Regions from separate parts of the Ovis aries genome. Here all the other regions are linked to region 3. A link is a contact called in public Hi-C data. All regions are on one chromosome and are shown on one strand. The core of a region is the stretch at or near the end of the contact, and the rest is flanking DNA. Distances in the headings are between cores, read along the strand shown.

Region 1 (5,078 bases), core at 479-2,978, 150 kb before region 3:
TATATATTTGACATATCTCAAGTGTGTTGACGACTGAGCGACTTCACTTTCATTTTTTACTTTCATGCATTGGAGAAGGAAATGGCAACCTACTCCAGTGTTCTTGCCTGGACAATCCCAGGGACGGGGGAGCCTGGTGGGCTGCCGTCTATGGGGTCGCACAGAGTCGGACACGACTGAAGCGACTTAGCAGCAGTAGCAGCAAGTGTGTTGAAAACAACTGTTTCCCCATTTTATCGCTGAAGCAGATTCAGGCTTCAGTTCAACCTTTTATTGAAATATAAATTAGCTTCTTAGGGCATAAAATTGTAAAGAGGGCTCAGCATATGCTCTACCAACAGATGTTCAAATATTTTCAGGAAGAGTTTCGGAAAAAGTGATTCTTTTTTTTAACATCCTGCCACTACACAGCTGTAGTAGGACTTTCTAATTTAAAACCTGAAGGTTTGTTTTTTTTTAGTCCCACCTTTTAAAAATTAACCTTCAAAAGATCCAGCTGGGTGTTAAATTATAGACTTAAATTTTTTTTTTAAAGCAACAGTGAGAAGGACAAAGGTCTTCCAACGTTAAAAACGTAACAAAAACTTTAAAAAAAAAGTCAGTTCCTCAAATCACAGAGAATTCACAGGGGCACAGGAATTCAAAATTCTAGCGTAAAGGCACAGAAACGTCATGTAGCTAATAGGACAGGCCCCCGAAGATGGTGGCTCCGCGGGGCTTTGGTAACTGTCGCGGCAATAATTCCCGAAGACCGTTACAGACCGTTGGCCCCGGGGCCGCGGGGCTGCCCGCGTCGGGAGGGCCCTGCGCCCGGGGCCGCCCTCCTCGTGGGCGCCCGCCCGCTGCGCAGACCGGACACGGGGCGGCGGAGCCGCGGCGGCAGGGCCCGCGAGCCGACCTCCTGACACCCGCGGAGGTCGGGCCGGCGCGCCCCCTCCGGAGGGAGCCCGGCTCCAGGACGCGTCCCGCGCGGCCGCGACGGGAGCCGGGCGGCGCCAGGGGCGGCGGCCTGACCGGGGCGGCGGCACGGCGTCGGGAGTCAGAAACCGCGCCGGAGCCCGGAGAAGGTGCGGCTCCCTGACGGCCCCCGCGCCGTGGGCCGAGAGCGCCTCTCGCACGCGGGCAGCCCCGCGCGGTAGCTCCTCGCCCGGCCCGGAGCCCGGCTCACCGCCAGACGCCGGGACCGCGCGGGAGCCGCCGGCAGGGAAGGCGGCCGCAGGGCGGTTGGGCGTGGCCTCCCGGAGGGGGCGTGCCCCGGGGGCGGGGAGACTCGCGCAACCAGCCGTTCCGGCTGCTGATTGGCTGAGGTGCCTGCGCGGAGCCCGCAAGCGTCTCCGCCCGCCCGGCCGCTCCTCCTCTTGTCGCCACCGCCCCGTCCCCACCGGCTTGCGAGGGGACCGCTCAGGCGCCGCCGGCCCGGCCCTGCGCGGAAGACCAGAGAGCGGGAGGCGGACGGACGGAGGACACGCTCGCTAGCTCGCTCCCGACCTCGCCCGGGCTCCCAGAGGCGGCGCGGAGCCCGGGAGGGAGGAGCCGCTGCGGGCACGCCCCGCCCCCCGGCCGGGGAAGACACCGCCCGCGGCCGCCCGCGCCGGCCGAGACCCGCCCCCGGCCCGGCCCGGCCCGGCCCGGCCCCGGCGGCATGGAGGGGCCCTGCTCCTGACGGCCGCCCGCCGCCGCTGCCGCGGCCCCCGCCCCGCCCCCGGCCCCGCCCTCCTGCCCCCGCTCGCATGTCCGCGCCGCCGTAGCCGAGGATGCTGAGGATGAAGCTGCCGCTGAAGCCGACGCACCCCGCGGAGCCGCCGCCCGAGGCTGAGGAGCCAGAGGCAGACGCGCGGCCGGGCGCGAAGGCGCCTCCGCGCCGCCGCCGCGACTGCCGCCCCCCGCCGCCGCCGCCGCCGCCGCCGCCTTCAGGCGCGCCGCGGGGCCCCCCGCTGCCGCCGCCGCCGCCGCCGCCGCCGCCGTCTCGGGGGCTCGGGCCGCCTGTTGCTGGCGGGGCGGCGGCGGGGGTGGGCATGCCGGGCGGTGGCGCGGGGCCCGCGGCGGCGGCGCTGCGCGAGCAGGAGCGGGTATACGAGTGGTTCGGGATGGTGCTGGGCTCGGCGCAGCGTCTGGAGTTCATGTGCGGGCTGCTGGACCTGTGCAACCCGCTGGAGCTGCGCTTCCTCGGCTCGTGCCTGGAGGACCTGGCGCGCAAGGACTACCACTACCTGCGGGACTCGGAGGCCAAGGCCAACGGTCTCTCGGACCCGGGCCCGCTGGCCGATTTCCGAGAGCCCGCCGTGCGCTCGCGCCTCATCGTCTACCTGGCGCTGCTGGGCTCGGAGAACCGCGAGGCCGCCGGCCGCCTGCACCGCCTCCTGCCCCAGGTGGACGCGGTGCTCCGGAGCCTGCGCGCGGCCCGGGGCGAGGGCTCGCGGGGCGGCGCGGAGAACGAGCGCGGCGAGGAGGACGGCGGCGGCGAGGAGGAGGACGCCGAGAAGGACGGCTCCGGCCCGGAAGGCGGTGGCGCCGCGCCCCGGCCGGGCGGCGGGCTCGGGCTCAGGGCCCAGGAGGAACTGCTGCTGCTCTTCACCATGGCCTCGCTGCACCCGGCCTTCTCCTTCCACCAGCGCGTCACCCTGAGGGAGCACCTGGAGAGGCTCCGCGCCGCGCTCCGCGGGGGCGCCGAGGACGTAGAGGCGGCGCCGGGCCACTTGGCCGGCGCCCGGGCCCAGGTAAGGCGCGCCGGCCTCCCCGCGCCCGCGCGGCGGTCCCCGCGGCCTCCGCGCCCGGCTCCCGGACGTCCCCCGGCCCGGCCGACCCTGACCCCGGCGCCGGGACTGATGTGCGTCCGGCCGGGCCGCTCAGCCCCGCTCCCCTCACACACATACACACACACGAGCGCCCGCCATAACAGAATGCTCTGGAAGTCTCGTCCCGCCGGGGTTGCCCCGGAAGCCCGGCGCTCAGCCCGGCCCTCGGACGCGGGCTCTCGGGACCTTTCGGCCCCGACACTTGGTCGGGGCTGCGGAGCCCGGGCCGGCCGCCGCCCCGCCGCCTGGCGCTCCGCCCGCGCGTCCCGAGGCCCCGCTCGCCCCCCGGGGGCGGCGGCCCCAGGCGCGCTCCCGGCGCGCTCCGCGGTGGCCTGAGGTACAGCGCGTCGCGGGCTCTTAGACTCCTGCCCTGAGCTTGATGCTCTCAGGAAAAGTCAGAGGTGCGAAGCGACTCAAATCAGTTAGGTCGTCGGGCAGGTTGTCTGGGTAGGGAAACGTCCCCGCGGGCGGTTCTGGTGCCCTTCACCCCCGGCTAGTCCGGCTTCTAACGGGTTTGAGTCGTGTCTACACGTTTGGGTCCGGGGATGTTTGTGGGGCCTTTACTGGAAGCATAAATGGTTTCTAAAAAGTTACTGAAAGCCAAAATGTAGTAGATAAGATTAAAAGTAAGTCCCTTGTCGCAAACATGAGATAAAATTTTATAAGGCCACGAAAGCAATTTAATAACCTAGGCCCAATATAAAGCCCTTGAGTGTGACCATTTAATGGAGCAAATAGCTTTCATTTAAAGACTGTACAGTAAGTTTATTTTCGTGGTTCACGATTATTTAAAAAGCATTTATTTGGATGCCATGTTTTTCAGTTTAGGAGATCTCCAGGATGATATATTGGAAAGCGAGATTTTTTTCACTCCTTGCTTGAAAGTTTTCAGCTTATATATCTGCTGTCATTCAGACTAAAACTGGGCATTATATCTCTGCAATGGCTGTGTGGACTCAATAGACATAGACTCAAAGGAACCTGGGAGCTGGAAAGGATTTAGTGATAATCTAGGCTGAGCCCCTCCTTTTAAAAAGGAGGCTTCAGTGAAGTGACTAACCCACTTTAGGACATACTTCATCAAACTGGGACGTAGTAATGCTAGTATCCAGAATTTTGGCGAGCATGAAATATTACAGTGTCTATTTACATAGCATGCAGCTGTGTATACTGCACTCTTCAGCCTGCTTAATACTTCCAAAAAAATCCTTTGTGCCCATCAAGTTTAGAGAAGCAAGCCTGAACTCCAAAGCAGTAAGTGCTTACATATCTTACCCCCCCAAAATCCCTGTATATATTGTAAAGATAACTTAGCGTGTAGATATGAAAATGTCTCATAGTGGAGCAGTTTATATTATTCCATTCTTATCATTCCAACAAGGGTAGCCGACTTCTGGTTTTACCTGCAGTGTTGTTTTTCTCCTCTTTCAAATTTTGCTTATACTGCGAGTGTGGTAAGGGGAGAGATGCGTTCAGAGCACAGCAGTGCAATCTTTCTGTTGACCGCGGCGCGTGGCCTTCCTGGCCACCAGTGAGTGCCGGGAAGAGTGGACAGTGAGGCTGGGCACGCTGCCGCGAGTGTGAGCGCATCGTCCCTTCTCGGACGGTGCCGGGGTCGTGGCCGTCCGCGGGAGCGGGGGTGGATGACGGGGCGCACGCCTGCAGGCGACACTGAACGCCGTTTGTGGACGTCGGCGGCCTGTTTCCTCCCCCGTGGTTGGGGGCTGCCGTGACGGATCACCCCGTCTTACTCAGCTGTTGCTGCCCCGCACTCGGCTCGTCAGCGGGACTCCGAGCCCCTCAGGCGTGGCCGCTTCTGGCCCCGAGGACGTGCCCGCGGGTCTTCCTGCTGCCAGGCTGCCCCGAGAGGCGGCTCGCGGGGGTCTCCACACTTCAGCCCCGCCGCTCGCGGTCTTGGCCGCCCTGGCCTGAGGAGGGAGGGCCCACCCCGCAGTCCGCAGGGAGGCGCCGGGGCTCGCGCCTGAGGGCCGCGCGGGCACGCGCCGCCGAGGGCCGGCGGCGGGGGGGCGGGCGGGGGGCGTCCGCGGGGCCCCGCCCTCCCCCGCCCTGCAAGATGGCGGCCGCGCGCCGCCCACGTGACGGGCGCTGGCCCCGCCCCCGGAGGTGCGCTGCGCCGCCGTGCGGGGGCGCGGGGGGGTTCCCTTTGGGGTCCGCTGGGCGAGGCGGGGACCGGGGTCGCCCGAGAGCCGTGGGGAGGGTTTGCTCTGGGACTGGCAGAGGCGGGTATCGTGGCAGCCTTCTTTTGCCCGGAAGTAACCTTTT
Region 2 (4,613 bases), core at 1,458-3,957, 230 kb after region 3:
TCTATTGTAAATAGCTCCATGTTGTATAGTGATGCTTCAGAAGTGGTGTAGCTTTGGCGCGAGGGACGCAGACTGAACGGCTGGCTCCCCTCCGTCCCCACACCCACACGGTCCCCCGTGGTGCGCCCGAGCCCTGCTGAGGGCACTGCCTTCAGGTGAGGGGCCCTGAGCCGCTGGAAGGGACCTGCCCCCCAGGGGCTGCTGCCCCTCTCCTCCTCCTCTCCTGTTCCCGCCCAGCCCCTTTTGCAGACACTTTTCAGCTGTGTTCCTTACCGCTGCCGCCGTCAGCATGCATGGGTGATAGATCCTTTACATACCGAGAGTTACATTAAAGCAAGATGCACAAACGCACATGTCGTAATTTTGGTATAATAAATACGGAATTTACGAGTCCTGGACCCATCTGCTTTTGTCCGGGAAGCCAGGTGTGTCTAACAGATGATCACGCGCGGCTTGGGTTTGGAATGAGCTCTGGGGTTATCTGGTGCTTCCGTCTTTGATTTTTTTCTTTTGAAGAGAAAATAACAAGTTAAACTACCTTGAATGAAGGTAGTGACATCCAGCCTGTAGTTAGCAATATGTGTAGCTGGTTTACAGCATTTCCATTTCTGGTTGTTACTGTGTAGAGGAGATATTAAAAGGGGGATAAGGTTGCATAGAGGAGATCCCAGGAAAATCCCACAAAGCCAAGTTTGTTTCCCTTTCTCTCAGGGGCCCCTCAATCATGTGAACCAGTTAATCTTTTTTTTTAATTGGATACAGTTGATCTTTTTTATATTGGAGTGTAGCTGATTAACGGTGCACAGACAAAGTGGAAATCCAGAGCTGACTGCTGCACTCCCCACCCCTCCTGGGAGCAGCGAGTGTGCTGTGGGGCCCTCGGGGGTCCCACACTCCTGCTGGCTGCCTGGCCCCACTTACAGATGGCACCGTCCCACTCTGCATCTGAGACCCGTGTGTGGGAGATGCTCTGGGTCTCCGCTGGGTCTCAAGTGGACCAGCTTTCCAGGTAGAGTGGTTTCCCTTCTTTAGGTCTGCCCTCCAGAGGGGCGCCTGGCAGGTTCAGTGACAGGACGCAGCAACTAGTCTCTCTTGTAGGCTCTGCAGCGGGCTGTCCACCGTCCACCCCTCTCTGGGCAGCCAGAGGAGTGGGCCGCTCCTTGTCTTGGTGATGTCCGCTCTTCACTCCGTGGCGGGCTCCTTGTGCGCTGTGCAAACCACTGAGGCGGTGGAAGGACTGAGCTCATCTCGGCCCCATCAGCGTGGCTTCCCAGGGCCCACCTGCCACGCAGGAGACATGGAGACCTGGGCTCCATCCCTGGGTCGGGAAGACCCCCTGGAGGAGGGCATGGCAACCCACGCCAGCGTTCTAACCTGGAGGATCCCATGGACAGAGGAGTCTGGCGGGCCACAGCCCATGGGTCACAAAGAGTCAGACATGCCTGAAGCGGGTCGACTTGGCACACACGCAGCCCCACGAGGGATCAGTGACCGAGGGTGGAACCTAGGCAGGGCTCCGCTCTAAGCCCGGAGCAAGGCCGGGTTGGAACCCTGCACCCCACCCGCTCACCAGTGCCTGCCAGTCTTCCCACTGCTCCGGGCGGATCTGAGCGGACCCGGGAGGCTCAGCGTTCTCACCTCGTGCCTCAGTCCCTCCGGAAGTTCCAGGCACGCTCTGACTCCTCGGTGTGGCACCCTCTGCGGGCGGGCTCGTCAGTCGCCTTCTGTGGCCCCCGCCCCAGACAGACTGTGTGGACCCCATCCTCCCACAGCTCACCCCCCGAGAAGCCCACTTCCGCCCTGAGCAGGGCCAGCAGAGGCACCGTGACCTGGGGGTCCCCGGAGGGGACCTCTGCAGCTGACGGGGCGGCAGCACGGGCCTGGCTGGTTCCCCAAGACCTGCAGCTCAGGGCACGCTTGCTTCTGGTTCATTATCCCAGCAAGTCCCACTGTCCACTCAGCCCACGTAAGGGTCCCTGGAGACGAAGGACAAGACTTCGCCCTTGGGGAGCGTGGGGCCAATAGTGAGTGAAAGAGGCCTGTGGACGCAGGGCTCCTGCTCGGCCTCCTTGCTCTTCCCCGGAGCCGCCTGAGGGGCCTTCACTGCGGCCCACTGAGGTGGAAGTGAAGTCGCTCCGTTGTGTCCTCTGCAACCCCATGGACTGAAAGCCCCCAGGCTCCTTCCTCATCCATGGGATTCCCCAGGCAAGAGCACTGGAGTGAGTTGCCACGACTTCCTCCAGGGGATCGTCCCGACACAGGGATCGAACCCAGGTCTCCTGCGTTGCAGGCGGATTCAGTACCCCCTGAGCCACCAGGGCAGCTCACCGAGGTAGCATCTAATGTACCGTATGTAGAGGTGCTCATAAAGCTGGAAAGCGTTTCGTATTTGGAGATTCCCCAAAGCCACGGATCTGCAGGGTGAGTGTGAGGGACACGGGCTCCCCCTGCCCCCCCAACTCCCTCCTTCCTCCGGGAAGGCCAGAGGATTGGGAAGGGCCTTGCGTGACTCAGGGACCCCAGTGAGGACCCTGGCAGTTGCGGGTGTGGGCTCAGCCGCAGGCTGCCCCGGGTGTGCCCACCACTGCTTCCCGGAGGGCCCCAGGTGCCCTAACACCCAACCGTCTGACCCAGGATGGGGCCATGGCGTCCCCTAGGGCACAGGGGCTGCTGCCCAGCCCATCAGACCTGGCTTCTCTCGATGGCTCTGTCACAGCGCCACCTGCTGGTGAGAGGAGATCTGGGTGGAAATGGGCTCGGCTCCCTTCTTTCTCCACCTTTCACTCTTCAGGGAGAAACGGCTTCGGTCTCTCCTGGACCTGAGACAGAAAGCACTCCCAAGCACCATCGGGCAGTCAGAGAAGCCATGCTGAGCCATGTTACTGTTCCCCCGGGGTTCTGCTCTGTAAGGTGGAGCGGCCGTGGGTCCTGTGACGGGCACTGTTTTCTTCTGGGAAAAACCAGCAGGAACCACGGCATCAACCTGGGCGACAGGAAGCCAGTCTCCAGCGTCCGTCTCACCCTCTGTTCCTCACAGTGGGGAACGGGCCTCCCTGGTGGCTCAGCGGGTAAAGAATCCGCCTGCAACGCAGGAGACCTGGGTTGGATCCCTGGGTTGGGAAGATCCCCTGCAGACGGGAAGGATACCCACTCGAGTATTCTGGCCTGGAGAATCCCGTGGACTGCACAGTCCATGAGGTTGCAAAGAGTCAGACACGACTGAGCGACTTTCACTTTCATAGAGAAAAATAAAAACAGTAATACACTGTGGGTCTATTAGGACTGTACCTGGGAGTCAGCTCATTGCTGACGCTGCCCAGTAGGGAGATAAAGAACAATTCCCATGCAAACCTCATCAGGAGACATTTTGGATTCCCACGGACCTGTCAGGAAATAGAATTTTTGTAAACGTGAGGGTTATGATATCTGCCCTCCCTACCTCCCCATGGTCAAACCAGGTAATTTGTAGACAGACAGTAGCATCTTATGTAAGTGGAAGTGTTGTCTTATTGTAAATGAACACCTAAGGGTGATCAGAGAAAACATAATTGGGGACACGGCAAAAATGCTTTTTTAAATTAAAATCTCCTAGAGAGAAAACAAACTCCTAGAGAAACATCTGTTGGAACTGTTACAGGAGGGAGGGATGAAGTGATGGTACAAGAGGCAGATTTTCTCATTCCTTGCCACTGAATTTCATTTTATTTCAATTTATCCCCCAAAAGGCATTTGGGGCCAATGAGTCTACACTCGCCTCATCTCACTGTTGCTGTTGACCTGTCCTGAGCTGACTCCTACCACTGCAGAGTCGGAATACGGCTCTAAAGGTTGTCCCACCATCCCAGCCTTACCAAAACTGCAGCCAAGTTCAGACTTAGCTTAGCAAATCCGTTGCCCTGATCAGTAACAAAGTAGGGACTCCCCAGCTAGCAGACAAAGCTCTGGGTGATGACAGGAAGTGCCGCGGGCCACCCAGTGCTCAGCCCCGGGGCCCCCACCTGCGGCCCACAAATGGGGCACTGGGGTGCCCAGGCGGCCGTCTGACGCCCTGCAGTTGTCTCAGCCAGTTGAGGGTGATGTCGGGCCCTGCGTGTTGCGCACTGCCTTCCAGAGGACTGAAGCAGAACCTTCGACGGCAGAAGCAGAACGGGGGCCTAGGGGGCCCCAGGCGGTGCGCCGTCTCCCGCCGTGCGGCCGCGTAGGAAGCCACACCCTGCGTTAAGGACGCAGACACAAGCGCTACTTTTGTGGGGTTCCAGATCCTCATCCTTTCATTTTCTGCTCGATCAGAAGCACGATGGTCTGTTCTGTCCAAACGGGAACGCAGAACCTGGAGAGTCCTCTCCGTCTGCCTGTGACTAGAGCTGCTCCCGTTGTGATCCCTCTTTTCCTAAAGCCACGGAAGTAAGACTGGCTTCAGACTGAATTCCAAGTACTTTCTAGTCATTACTATGGTCTTATTCTAATAAACTGAACTTCCCCCTAATTCGTGCTCTTATCTCTTGGGAGGAAAGTTGAAATGGCAGCTCAGATCATTTCCCAAATGGGGCACCTCCAGCTGTTGTCTTTTCCTGAACTCGTTTACAGGTCATTTGCTTTCCTGAGTCTTTAGG
Region 3 (5,061 bases), core at 1,352-3,851:
ATGAACTAGGGCGGGGGTAGGGGGGTAGATTCGGGATGATTCAAGGGTATTACATTTACTGGGCACTTTATTTCTAATGTTATTATTAATCAGCTCCACCTCAGATCATCAGGCATCAGACCCGGGCGGTTGAGGACCCCTAGAACCAGGGATGGGTCACACTGTGGACCCTTGCCCTTCTGCTCTCCCCTCTGATTTTTATGCCTTCGGATACAATGGGATATGATCTCTTGTAGATTATACACACTATGCCTGAAATAGTTTCTCTACATAAAAATTATATCCTTCGTTCTCCCTCCCTCCATCAAAAGAACAAAAAGGACCCACTGTTTTTGAGGCTGGACTGGACTTCCTTTTTCTCCACCCTGAGATACCTGACCGTCTTCACACCACATCTGGCAGGCAGGTAAGAAGACTCTCCAACCTCTCTCCCTGCTCCAGTGCTCTGCATACTAAATTCTCTGGCCAATGCTTTTTCTTTCATTTTTTCCAGGGGAGGTTTTTGGTTACATATACCTTCAAGGGGTAAACACAGTTCCTAAAGGACAGAAAGGCAGAGTGATGCTGACTGTGAAACTGCACAGGGTCCAGGGCTGAATAAGGGCAGCACTGTAGCCCGAGAGGGCGCACATGGAGCCTGGGCCAGGGCCGACAGTGTCTCTGACTGGAACAAAGTCCCCTTGAGTTTATCACCTTAGCTACATAAACATAACTCTAGAAAGCAGATATATGAGACTTAATGTATATTTCTTAATATACAAAAAATTAAAGAGGCTTATAGGAATCCATGAAGGAACTAAAAAATATACAGAAATGTAAATAGTCCATGTTTTAGTACTGAAATTGAACGTGCTTTTAAAGTTTAACTCAGTCTCATTTGACACCCGGTGTTTCCCCTCGTCCACACCCCTCTCACCTGCTGAGCCTCTCTGTCTCTAATCTATAAACTCTGTAAAGGCAAGGGGAGTGTCTGATTTATTCCACTGCTGTAACAGACTGCGTGGTATGTTTATAACTGTTTGTTAAATTAATTGTATCTTATGTCTCTTGGAAAAATTTGCATTCTCTCTAATTTTACAGAAGTAATTCTGAGCTGTTGATTGAATTGAAATGGAATAAACATGTTTCATGAGGCCAAGAGATAATAATTCAAAAGAAAAATATAAAAAGTCATCTACAGGAATTTCAAGAATCAAGATAATATTTTTTGTCCTGTAACTTCTACTTTTCAGTAAAACTGTGTAGATAACCCACGTACACCTTTCTCTGCCCTTATTAGTTTCTATTATTTCAGCCACAAGTTCCAGTTTCTTTCTTTTTTCTTCCCTGTTTCTCTCTCCTTCCTCTTTCCTTAAACTCCCTACCCCCAATTCACCCCCAGGTTAAGTAACTTTATTGATGTTAAGCAGGCCCGGGATTGTTTGCAGCTGCACAAGTCTTATATGTAAAAATCCAGATTTATGAAACAATACGGAGGAATGGTAATTCAATTAAAAAGGTTTACCAAATTCTTTTAAACAGTAACCTCTCTAATCCAGCCTACAATATTGTTTCAATCGACAAGAAAGTACAACTCTACGCCACGACTAACACTGCGGTCGCAGAATGTAATTTTTTCTGAATACTGAAGGAAAAACCAAGGGAAGACGTTAAAAGAGAGCGCAGGGCCCGTTTCTTCTGTCCCACGCCTCCGTTCCAGCGTTACCTCTGCTTCCCATCGCCTTCCGTGTCCTCAGTCCTTTCGGACCTCAAGCTGAGCAGGGAGAGGGCCCGTCCTCGGCCGTTCTCCTCACACAGGACCCGCGGAGGGCCGGGCCGGGGCCGCACGACTGCCTCCGGGCGAGCTCGTAGGTGGTGAGGGGAAGACCGAGCGCCCGGACCTTCGTGCCGCCTGGAGTCTGTTCGAGCCCTGTCTCAACCAGCGGGGAAAACGAAAGCCTCGGGGAGCAGGAATGGGCGGGTAACTACAAGTTCATGAACCGAACGCCGCTGAGCATCGACTCCATCAGAGGGCACCAGACCCACAGTCCGGGGCCCGCGGCGGGCCGCACGGCGGGGCGGTGCTGGAGGATCTCTGGGACTTGTAGTTCGCCACGGTCCCCCTCGGGGACGCCTGACCGCGGCCTGGAACTACAGCTCCCAGGTGGCATCGCGCACCGCCCGTCTCTCGGCCCCTCCCCTCTCGGGCCCGCGCAGGAAGGCCCCGCGCCTGGCGGCGCGGCCCCGCCCCCCGACGCCGTCCCGCTTGTTTACCCCGAGGCTCCGCCCCGCGCGCCCGCCCGCGGGGTCGCCGTCACGCGGGTGATGCATATTCATGAGGCGCGCCGCCCGCCGGCCTCCCGCCCGGCGCTCCCGGCGCGCGATTAATATTCAATGAGGCCGGCTCCGCGGCTGGCTCGACTGCGCGAGGCGAGGGGCGGGCGGGGGGCGGTGGCGGCCGGGCGGGCGCGCGGGATGGAACACCGAGACGCCGACGGAGCGCTCCGAACCGCCACATAATCGCCCGAAACGGCCGCGCGAACGCCACTGGCGGCGCCGCCGCCCCCCGCTCGCTGTGCGACCGCTGCCCCCCGAGCCGGGGCCGCGCCGAGCCCCGCCGCCATGGAGCCCGCGGCCGCGGAGACCCGCGCGGAGGGCCGGGCCGCGGCGGGCGGCCCCGGGCCCGCGCTGACCGCGGCGCCGGGCCGGGCGGGAGGCGCGGCTCGCAGGCGGCGGCGCGGCCCGGCGCCCCTGCCCGCCGCCGGCGGGGCCGCCCCGGGGCCCGGCGCCAGCTCGCTGCTGCTGAGGAGAGGCCGGCTGAAGAGGAACGCGTCCGCCGCCGCCGCCCCGCGCCCCGCCGGCCTCCCCGCCCCCGGCCCGGCCGCGGCGCCGCCGTGCTCGCGGAGCCTGGACCGCCGGGCGCTGCTCCCGCGACCCCGGCAGATGCTGCCGCTGCAGCCGTCGGACCGGGACTGGGTGCGGCACCAGCTCCAGCGCGGCTGCGTGCACGTCCTCGACCGTCACCCGGCCGCCAGCCGCCTGCGCCCGGTGCTCTGCACGCTGGACACCACGGCCGGCGAGGTGGCCTCCCGCCTGCTGCAGGCGGGCCCCAGGGCCGGCGGCGTGCTGAAGGTGCCGGGCCGGGCCCCCGCGGGGCCGCCGCCCGGGAAGGCCGCGCTGCCCGCCGTCGGGGGGCCGCCGCCGCGCCGCGCCTCCCGCGCCGGCCCCGCGCCCGCGGGCTGCAGCCCGGGCTCCCCGCGGGCCCCGGACGGCGCGGGCCGGACCCCCGAGCCCGAGAGCCCCGGGCCGAGCCCGGGCGCCGAGGGCGCGTCGCGCCCGCCGGATCCCTACTGTTCATCGTCGTCCGAGGAGCTCGAGGCTGACCCGGGCCAGCCCCGCCTGCGCGGCCGCTCGTCGGGCTCCCGGCCGCTCTCCCCGGCCGCCTCCCCACCTCCGCCGACGGCCCCGAGGGGCGTCGAGGGCTCGGGCGGCGCCGCCCGCGACCGGCCGGCGGAGGAGAGCCCGGGCGGGGACGCGGCGGCCGCGGAGAAGGCGCCCCCGCCGCCCACCCTGTATGTGCAGCTGCACGGGGAGACCGCGCGGCGCCTGGAGGCGGACGAGAAGCCGCTGCAGATCCAGAACGACTACCTCTTCCAGCTGGGCTTCGGGGCGCTGTGGAGGGTGCAGGAGGAGGGCCTGGACTCGGAGGTTGGCTGCCTCATCCGCTTCTATGCAGGTAAGGCGGTCACCTGCACGCGCGCCCTCGGGGCTCTGTTAGCCCTTCGCCGCTCGCGCGGAAGACCGGTGGGACCCAGCCGAGCGGTTCCCGCCGCGGGTGCGGGGCAGGCGGCGGGGCCGCGGGCGCACATGTTCCTGAGAGGGGCCCTGCAGTGACAGTGCCGCCTTCGGGCTGCGGGGCTTGGGGCTTCAGGGCAACTTCACGTGCCGTGAAACTAGCGGAGGGAAAGGACCGCGGGAAACCCGGAGCACCCGGCCTGCGTCCGGCCTTGCGCGGCCGGCGGCGCCCGCCCGGAGCTCAGTCCGGGTCGGCCGGTGCCCTGCTCCTGCTCCCCGTCCTGTCCTTTGCCCACTTAGTCCTCGGTGGAACCCGGCAGCCACGATCCTCTTTAGTGATGCTTTTCTTCAGCGCTTCTTGGCTTTGTTTCAGTCTCCTCTGCAAGTGTACTTCTTGCATCAGAAGTGGTTTTGCCTATTTCTTTCTCTCAGTTTCTCCCCTCTAACCTTTATAGTCAGAACTGACTATGTGACTTCCAATAGGGATACATAGCGGTCACAGTAGTACTTTTGATTGCCGCCTCTCACTGAGTGCGATCTAAAATCCTCCGCATCCTTATTTTCATTTCTAGATTAAAGATCTTAAATCTTTTCATTGGGATAGAATTGATACATTAGATCAAGTTCTTGACCACGGGGGACTAGTGTTTCTCTTTTAGCTGGTGCTAAATTATGGCTGTATATTTGAGCTTAATAAGTTCTTTATGTCCTTTTCCTCTGCTGGTTTGAAGAATTATGTTTTAGTGGTAAGGAATTTTATTTAAAACAAGGTTAGTGTAATAGTTAAATCGGGAGTTACATCTTCCCCCAATTCACTAAAGTAGTAGACTACTTCTGCACTGAGGCTGCAGGTGGTGGTGGAGAGAGTCCCGCTTGTAATCGCGTCATCTGCAGCCATTCCCTCCAGCTTCATGCTCTTGGTCCACACCTGGGTTCTAGCAGCAGTTTAGTCGCTGTGAATGAGGAGCTCTTCACCCTCCATTGAGATATGCAAGACTGGTAGCATTCCTGGTGAGATGTTCCTTTATGTTTAATTGAGGTTTTTCTATAATTCAGGTGGGTTTCTGATGGATTTTGGCCTCATAAAGAAAACCATATCGTAATACAATAGCTTTTGCAGTACCTGAAGATAATGCCCCAACCTGATGACAAGTCTTTAAAAAGATTATGGCCTAGAAAATAGGTGACTTTTTTTTTTTAATGTAGGAGCAACAACTAAATTCTTCTCCTCTCTTGTGGCTCGTGTAATTTATAAAATACTGTTATTTTATGAAAGCGTTAAATGGT

What was found. A called contact is a pair of places that touch in the nucleus more often than the background predicts.
Region 1: a contact with region 3 is called in a Hi-C map of muscle, with 2.5 times the contacts expected there. The contact joins the promoter of ZCCHC2 here to the promoter of PHLPP1 in region 3. A contact is called at or near these places in 2 of 16 Hi-C or Micro-C datasets (hypothalamus and muscle).
Region 2: a contact with region 3 is called in a Hi-C map of hypothalamus, with 5 times the contacts expected there. The contact joins the enhancer-like site here to the promoter of PHLPP1 in region 3. A contact is called at or near these places in 7 of 16 Hi-C or Micro-C datasets (hypothalamus, liver, mixed tissues and 3 more).

Annotation. Positions count from the first base shown.
Region 1 is chr23:61,210,863-61,215,940 of ARS-UI_Ramb_v3.0, forward strand. ZCCHC2 (zinc finger CCHC-type containing 2) reads left to right here and starts at 1,729. Exons shown (of 14, transcript XM_027960853.2): 1 at 1,729-2,717. The coding sequence starts at 1,755.
Region 2 is chr23:61,594,459-61,599,071 of ARS-UI_Ramb_v3.0, forward strand. It overlaps PHLPP1 (PH domain and leucine rich repeat protein phosphatase 1), which reads left to right. Exons shown (of 17, transcript XM_042239364.1): 17 at 1-390. Among named protein-coding and RNA genes, the nearest start is that of PHLPP1, 230 kb to the left of the region's middle. Within about 2 kb of position 2,708, at least 8 of the 54 cell types and tissues checked have an H3K27ac peak or open chromatin away from gene starts, as enhancers often do. A contact at or near this core is called in hypothalamus, where this site is marked.
Region 3 is chr23:61,359,990-61,365,050 of ARS-UI_Ramb_v3.0, forward strand. It overlaps PHLPP1 (PH domain and leucine rich repeat protein phosphatase 1), which reads left to right and starts at 2,602. Exons shown (of 17, transcript XM_042239364.1): 1 at 2,602-3,715. The coding sequence starts at 2,602. It overlaps LOC114110432 (a long non-coding RNA gene), which reads right to left and starts at 2,030. Exons shown (of 4, transcript XR_009598183.1): 1 at 1,706-2,030.